2 separate regions of the Mus musculus genome follow, and region 2 is linked to region 1. Evidence: chromatin contacts called from public promoter capture Hi-C data. All regions are on one chromosome and are shown on one strand. Each heading gives the region's core, a stretch centred on a gene start, on an enhancer-like site or on the middle of the called end of the contact. The rest is flanking DNA. Distances are from core to core; before and after follow the strand shown. Region 1 has its middle 23 kb from the start of Gm10612. Region 2 overlaps Ankrd11 (ankyrin repeat domain 11).

What was found. Capture Hi-C pulls out chosen DNA fragments and counts their contacts.
Region 2: a promoter capture Hi-C map of liver shows a contact between it and region 1. The contact joins two enhancer-like sites. A contact is called at or near these places in 1 of 115 datasets of contacts at active chromatin or transcription factors (memory CD8 T cells) and 2 of 9 other capture datasets (liver and pancreatic islet).

Annotation. Positions count from the first base shown.
Region 1 is chr8:122,718,580-122,722,537 of GRCm38.p6, reverse strand. No RefSeq gene overlaps it. Among named protein-coding and RNA genes, the nearest start is that of Gm10612, 23 kb to the right of the region's middle. Within about 2 kb of position 1,982, at least 101 of the 459 cell types and tissues checked have an H3K27ac peak or open chromatin away from gene starts, as enhancers often do. A contact at or near this core is called in liver, where this site is marked.
Region 2 is chr8:122,903,910-122,907,867 of GRCm38.p6, reverse strand. All of the region lies in intron 4 of Ankrd11 (ankyrin repeat domain 11), which reads left to right. It overlaps Gm39273 (a long non-coding RNA gene), which reads right to left. Exons shown (of 4, transcript XR_003947488.1): 2 at 1,906-3,958; 3 at 1-1,787. Among named protein-coding and RNA genes, the nearest start is that of Gm39272, 28 kb to the left of the region's middle. Within about 2 kb of position 2,282, at least 216 of the 459 cell types and tissues checked have an H3K27ac peak or open chromatin away from gene starts, as enhancers often do. A contact at or near this core is called in liver, where this site is marked.

The DNA.
Region 1 (3,958 bases), core at 733-3,232:
ATGGGATCTGATGCTCATCTCTCAAGGCCTTTCATGGCTGATGCTGGGACCCTTCCTGGAAGGGAGTGAGCAGGCTGGAACCTGGAAGATGGCCAAGGTTTCTCTTCCTTGGGTGACACCCTCGATGGGCCTGCCTGCTTAGCTTGGAAGTACTTACAGGTCGCTAGAGAATGTTTGATGTAGGTGTGTGAGGCAGGACCAGCAGGAGACTGAGGAGGCGTGGCTTCCAAGAGAGAGATGAAGCCCCATCTGGGCCCTTGGAGCTAAGCGCCACGCCAGCTACAAGCTCTGCTGGGCACTGAGCTCAGCCTGTAGGTGTGATGATGCCACAGGTCTGCCTTGCTCCATGCAGGACCTTGTCTCTGACCATCCTGGCATCTCTTTGGCTCTCAGAGCCCTCTCAGGAGTTTACAGCAAACCAGAGAGACGGGGGTGGGTGGGGGCAGTAGAGAGACTGTTCAGCCAATAGTTAAGAGCTCTGGTAGGTTCCGGTTTTCCAGAGGACCCTGGCTCAATTCCCAGCACTTGTATGGCGGCTCACAACCATCTGTAACTTCAGTCCTATACCCTCTTCTGGCTTCTAAGCACCCTGCCCACACACAGTAAACAGAAATACATGCAAGCAAGACCTCCTCCACACATGTAAAACGAAAATAAAGCAAATCCTTGGATGGGGATTGGGATCTTTTGTGCAGGGATAAGAACATTGGAACTCCTGGTTCCACAGGTAGATCAGGGGTGCACGGCTTCTACACCTCATGACTTCCGACATCTCACCTGGAATGTGTGCAGGTTCAAGCTCCCGCTGGATCTATATCCTTGGCCTCGTATCCCTGTCACCTTCCAAAAGGCCGCTTGCCACAAGATCCTGCCTCAGGTATGCAGCTAAGGAGTCCAACCAAGATCTGCAAGCGTGATCTGTGCCCAGGATGGTATGTGTGCTGTGCCAGAGGCAGAAGGCAAGCTGAGCGTCCTTTTCAGCCTTTGCTCCATCCATTGCTTCTGCCTGAAGCATCTTTTCTGACTGCCCTTAGGCTCCCTGCCCATACATCCTGTATCTCCAGCCCCACCCAGCATCCAAGGCTGGTGAGTCTTTCTCCTTCCCCTCTCAATGTGCCCAGGAGTGCCCACAAGCCGGGCTCTGTCCCCAGATCTGGGGTCAGATGGTGCGTCCTGTTGTGTTTGGGGGGGAAGCCTCAGTATGAATAGTGACAGGCAGAAGGCCTCTGTAGAGGGAAGTATCTCCACTGAGATGTGACAACGACGACGACGACAAGGAGCCAGATGCCTGGGTGCCTGGCCCCTGTCAAGGCCACTTACAAAGAGAGACTGGCACGGAAGTCAAATGGACCACAGGAGACCCAGTCAGGAGGCCTATTGCACACTGTAGCAGCCAGGAGCCGTGGGGTCTGGGCAGGCGAGCAGCCTTGGCTGGACCGGTTTCAGCAGTAACCCTGCTGCTCTGGGCATGTCCCTGTTTTCCCTTCCTGTGATAAATGTGCTTGTGTGAGCCAGCATCCAGTCAGGCTCTGACAGCTTAAGGGAAGGGGAACGCTGGATGCCAGCACACACTTCTCAAGGCGGGTGAGGTCTGCCCTGAGAATGCATTCAGAGCTCAGGAGGACTCCAGGGACAGCTGTAACCCCCTGGCATCCCCTCCACCAGGTGTTTGAATCCTCCCCACCTGGCCCCTCCATCTGTGTGCCAAAACCTCATCTCTAAGAGAACGTTGAGACCCTGAGACAATGGGGAGGAGAGGAACCGTAAGGAAAGTATTTGATGATGAGTCGAGCTATTGATGGTTGCGCTCACCCCCCCCCCTATTTTCCACGGCCTTTAAATGCCTGCAAGCGGATTAATAAGGTCTCGGTAATAGCTGGCAGTCTATATTTATTCTATCTGCGATGCCAGTTGGTCAGGCCCTGTGAATATTGATGATGGCCGGGATTGAGGGCAGCGGCGCCTGGCTTTATCTTGCCCGCGCAGGCTGCCAGAGCCCTTATCAGCCCGGCCGGCTGCTGCAGCTGCGTCTCCCGCAGGCCCGCCCCACCCCGCCTCCGCCGCTCGCTTTATAATCAGAAGAGAAGTTGCTGCCTTGATATTTCCATTTTTATCTCTCCTATTTACTTCATTTAATGTCTTTCAGGGAATATTTTCTCTGCAAGAAGGCAAGTCTGTGGGTCGCCTACATCTTACTCCCCCCTCCCCCGCTCCTTGCCCACGTTGGAGAAAAGCGGGAGAGGTGGAGCCCCACTCTAGCCCTTTGGTCCCTCTCTCTGTTCGTGTTTGTCTGCAGTGGGGGCTATGATTTCCTCCCTGGTTCCACGCTCGTGGCTTCTTCTCCCTGCCCTTCTCTCTCCTCACCCAGGACTTTGGTTCCCACCCCATCTGTCCCCTCCAAGTGACCCATGGGTCAGCTCAGCATCCTCTTGGTGGTTAAGGAGACTGACCCACAAGCCCCTGAGACTACCCCCCATGCTGGCTGACCATGCAGGCTCAGAGGCTGCCCTGAGGGGCTGTGCTGCCTGCCTGTGGTCGGTCCAGAGCTCCTGGCCTGTGTCTCCACACAGCCCCTGATTTCAGGAGATGTGGTTATCTTCTTCTCACAGACGAGGAAACCAAGGTTCTGGGAGGTTATCAGCTGTGGCCACTTGCTTCTGGCTGGAAACTTGTGACAGAGAGGGCGGGACAGCAGGCAGGCTGGGACAGGTCATGTGCACACCAGAATTTGGAAGGAGTTGGTGCTGAGCTCTGCTAAGCCCTACTTTGCAGAGGGGCAACGCTGCCCTTACTGCCTCCTTTAGGCAGCACGTGGGAAGTGTACCCTGAAGCCCCTCTTGGGTAAGAAGTCTCCTGGCCTGGAAGTCCCACTGCCCTCCCCCACCTCTCCCTGCCACCCTGTGTTTATCTTTTTTCTGACAGTCTGTGCTGCCCCATCCCGGTCAACTCCAGACCCACACCCACACCCACCCACACACCCCCAACGGTTCCCTGGTCCAAGACCATCAACTCCCCTACCACAGGTCAGAGTCTTAAACCTTGCAATGGCAAACATTGACCTTATTTTTACAAAGGTCTTTGTGGGTGACATTAAGTGAAGGATCTTTGTGGCAAGAGCGGTGGAACGGTCCTAGATCCACTGACAGCGTTCTTAGAAAAGAAAGATTCAGACACACGTGGGCATGGGCACTGCCACATGAGGCAGGCATTTCAGGATGGAGCCAGCCTGGCATCCAGGTATTGGTGATGGGAGGTGTGTGTGTGTGTGTGTGTGTGTGTGTGTATGTGTGTGTGTGTGACTGAACCTGAAACTCTCCACTTTGAGCCTGGTTTCTCCACCTACCAATACTGCAGTTACAGCCAAACAGCCGTGTTTACATGGGTGCTGGGGATTTGAACTAAGATCTTGGTTTCACAGCAAATACTCTTACCCATTGGGCCACCTGCCCAACCTGGCTTCTGTTTTAAGCCTGTACTATGGAGTCTACTGTTCCAGCAGTCTCAGGAAGCTTCCACTGTGAACCCCACTCGGCTCCAATGGAGACCCAGTTCACTTTCGATCTCAGTAGTGACTCCTGCCCAAAGCTGCCCAAGGGGCGTTTGTTGAATGAATGATTAACTTACAGGGAGGGATTGGCCCGTTGGCAGGAGGCTCCAGCAGGCCTGGAGCCAGCTAATAGGTTCAGGGGTGTCAAGTTCGGGAAACTGAGAGCCACACGACTGTCATGGCCGTGGATCTCCAAGTGTGTACTCTGACTCCCGGGGCCTCACAGTTAGATGTCCATCCTTCTTCCTGGGGGTCCTGAGCCTCCGTTCAAAAACCTGAGCTTCGGCAAGTCCCACCTCACCCATGGAGGAGCCCAGCTGCCCAGCTGACCCAGATGTTCCTATAAGGATCTGGTGAGTCCACTGAGGCCTGACCTGAAATAGGGGATTAGAAAGTCCTGGAGCCCAGCAG
Region 2 (3,958 bases), core at 1,033-3,532, 190 kb before region 1:
TGCATTGCTCAGGAGAGTGCTCTGACTCCTGTTGTGGTTGTGGAGGGAAGTCTGTCCATCTGTGGAGGCCTCTGTGAGGCTCTGCACCACTGCACTCTAGATTGTCCTTCAGCCTTCGCTGTTGGTGTGCTGTCAAACTGTTCATGTTCACACCTGACCTGAGGCAGGCACAGGCTCAGCTTTGGCAGGTAGCGTTTTCAGGAAGACTGAACTGTAGACCTAGCTAGAGATGGGTGACTGGCCAGCGCTGTGTCTACTGTCCTATCCGTGGCTGACTTCTTTATAACGTTTGTGAGTCGGGTCTCGCAGCTCCAGTGAAGACTGGATCCACTCCTTTCCTACTCCTTCCTTCGTTGGAAATGGAACCCGAAGCCTATGTGCAAACTCGCTACTGTTGGTGTTGTTTAAGACGTCCAGCCTTAGGCATCTCTATACTTGGAGATGGGGTTTGTCAGTTTTCTCAGGCTGGTTTCCACCTCTGGATCCTTTTGCATTCATCTCCTAAGTACTGGAAGTATTGGTTTGTCTTCATCCATTGGGTTCTGCGCGCGCTCGCGCACACACAAACACACACACACTTTATAATCTTTCTCTTCTATACATTGGTGAGCTGGATGCCTCAGGAAGTACTGGGTATTATTCTCCTACCCAGAGATGCAGTGCTGGCTTACAAACGGGGTATGATGGAGTGGATGGCATCTTGTCTGCAGGGGCTTCTGCAGTGGCACCCACCACCTCATTCAGGATGGAGAATACTCAGAATGGGTGCGCAAAGAATTGTGGGATTGATATTTTCCCCCTGTGTAATAAAGAGGTTTATTTTGGCTCAGAGTTCTGGAAGCTGGAAAAGTGCTGATATTTTTAACTCGATGAAATAGTGACCAAGATAGGATCTCTCTGGTCATCTTGATAGGGTTGTCAGACCTCCCTGGAGGTGTGTGACTCAGTCATACTAAGGCACCTCCTAGTTTTGAAAGGTTTTTACAGACAAATGCTTGCAGTGCCCTAGGCCAATAGCTTATCCTTTCCTGACCAGTGTTCCTCCAGCGCCCTCTGCTGATAATGTACAGTTTAGCACTCATCCTTGATGACAAATGCGGTCTACCCCAGTAACACAAGGGGTACCCTCCCACCCTCATTCCAGTCAGGGTTCCTAGTAGCAAATAGTGAGCGTCCTTTACTGTGCCCTCAAGTGGCAAGAAGCTGGCTGGCCTTAAATGACCAAACCGTACAAACTTTTCCTGTTTCCCAGACCCTGCTGCCAATGGCCCAGCCCACTGGAGGTGCGGCTTCCCCAGTGCTTAGTCAGGACTGAGGGCATCCTGCCAAGAACAGTACAGTTTTGTCTGTTGTGAGTCAGCCTGATGAAAAAGCTTGCCCTCCCAAGGCTGTCTATCAGTGTTGTGATGCTTATGCCGCAGCTAGATGCTGTAGGTGTTCAGATAGACCTCAAGATGGAACATGCCTGCGATCATGATGCCCAGGAGCTGTGGACAGGAGCATGTCCTGACCCCCTGTGACACTGGCGAGACTGGGACATAACAGACCTGGTTGTCTGAGCCGGTACCCTCATCTCAGACTGTAAGACCATCTCCACTCCCTCAGGGCCTCTTCCAGACCAGGTCTTTGGTGTTGACCACATACATCACCTGGTGAGGAAAGGCTCTTCCTCCCACTCTCGGTCTGGTCTCTGTAGAGTTCCCGAGGCCTGGTGTGACATCACAACCTTTTGATCCTGGAGCATGGGAAGCAAGTAGATTCTATGACCTGCAGGCCACCTAGGGCTACTTTAAAAAAAAAAAAAAAAAAAAAACCTTCGTTATGGAATTACGTGATTTGCTTAAAATTTGGTCTCTGTTGAAAATTTTTCCACTAATTTAAAAATCTATAAATTACCCTACCTACCTTTCTAGGGCTCACACAGAATCCACCTGCCCCATTGCGTATGAAGTCAAAACTGGCTTCCCAGTACAGTGCTTCCTTGGAAGAAGGGAGAGAATTAACTTTTTCCACCGCTGTGCCTTTGAGCCTCTTTTCGGGTCTGTACAGCGTTCGGTCGACTCATGAGTCTTAGACACCCACTGAAGCGTTCATTCCTCGGGGCTTGATCCCTCAGTTCTTCTGTGGGAGAGGAAAAACTGAGGGATTCTCTTGCCATTGGCTATATGGAACTCGGAATGCTTGGTGTAAGAGGCTGTGTGTGTGTACATGTGCACACACGCTAATGAGGCTTTTCTGTCCTCTTGCTCACTAGATGGTGTAACTCTGGGCTGCATATTGGCAGATGCTAGACCATGGCAAGTGAGAAAGCAGAGTGCATCTGTCTGCCAGGTCACTGACTCACAGGCTAGGGCTTGGCAGGGAAAGGGCGTGGCGTGGAGAACCTGCTGATTGCCCTAATAACCACAGTGTGACTGCTTGTGAACAACCAGAGCCAAATAAAATGCTTCATGGACTTGGTGGTTGGTCTGGTATATTTCTCAGCCATTTGCCCTTTCCATTTTTTTCTTCACAGAGAAGACTGTGGACTAGCAAAGAAAGTAATTTCAGTTTCAAATTGTGTATTTTCCATAATTCAGAGGCAGATGGTCTGGTGGGCAAACCAGAACAAAGTAATATATCTACTTGATACGAAGGCTCAGGACTGTTATTTAGCATTTATAGCAATGAGACATCAAAATTAGCCAATGTGAAAGGTGTTTGGGGTTAGAGCACAGCAGAGATCCTTAAGGAAGACAAGAGGAGGAGTGACAGACATGTGAGTATAGGAGCCAGGTAGTGTGCTCCCAGCTCCACACTGAGGGCCGTGAGCCCTTGCCTGTGCTACTTCTGCCTCATCTGTTAGGATCTTAGTATTAGGAGGGGCTTCTGCTCCCAGCTGCTGGTATCCAGGTCTCAGTGCATGCCTGGATTTGTATTTCTGTATTTTTCAATCTTTAGCATGCATTTAGCATAGTAAGGGGCAGCTTGTAGATCGTGCTGCCTGCCTGTTGTCTGGGTCGAGACGCTCACATCACTTGTGTTCTTCTGGACTCATGCGGTGCAGTGAGAACCAGTGTTCCCCTCAGTTAGAAATTGGGAAACGACCTGCAGAGGTCATAGAAGCCAAGTTATTGTTTTCTTGAGTCTGGCCTCACTGCCACGCTACAGGTGACTAGTCCATTTCTCAGAAGGAGGAACAAGGTCTAGAAGGCCACCGCGCATAGCTAAGAGGGTCACGCATCTCAGCACAGGCTTTCTTAATTATGGCTGCCCTAAAAATGAAACAAAAAGATACCACTAAGTCAGGAGTGCGGTTTGCAGTCACCACTGTTACTCAATGAGGTTGTGCTGCGTGTTGGGCTGCTGAGAACACTCTGTTGAACCCTCTACCTGCTGTGTTAGGATTGGGACTTGGTGACCAGAAATACTGTAGCTAAGTTACTCTAGATTCCACGACTTGCTCAGATATTTGATGGGGAGGTTGTTTTGGGATCTGTTACGGTGTTCACTGAACTTGTTCCTGGTAGGAATGATGGCAAACTGCTCTGGAGAGTTTCACTGGCACCTGCAAGGAATTTACTGCTGTTTAAAATACCACCATGAATCAAGACCACACCTGCTTCTGGATTCTGAAGGCCCATACTTGTAAAAAGTGGTCTTGTTGAAAAAACCTAGAATTAAAAGCCAAGAATAAGCCCACACTGCGACGTGGACACAAGTGCATTGTCTCAGTCAGGTGACAGGCCCTGGAGTCAGGCCTCAGACACTGCACAGTGCCTGTCTTTAGGACCCATTGTCTATAAAAGAAGGCAGTCGCTATTGAAAGACTCCAGGATTGCTGGTAGATTCTAAAACAATTCAGAAGGCAGAAACCTGTTCCTCCTCTAGTAGGGTTGGATATGTGCTTCCATATACACTGGCAGGACCGAGGGTTTCTGGCCCCCAAGAAGAGCAAAAGTAAGGCTCTGGATGCCAG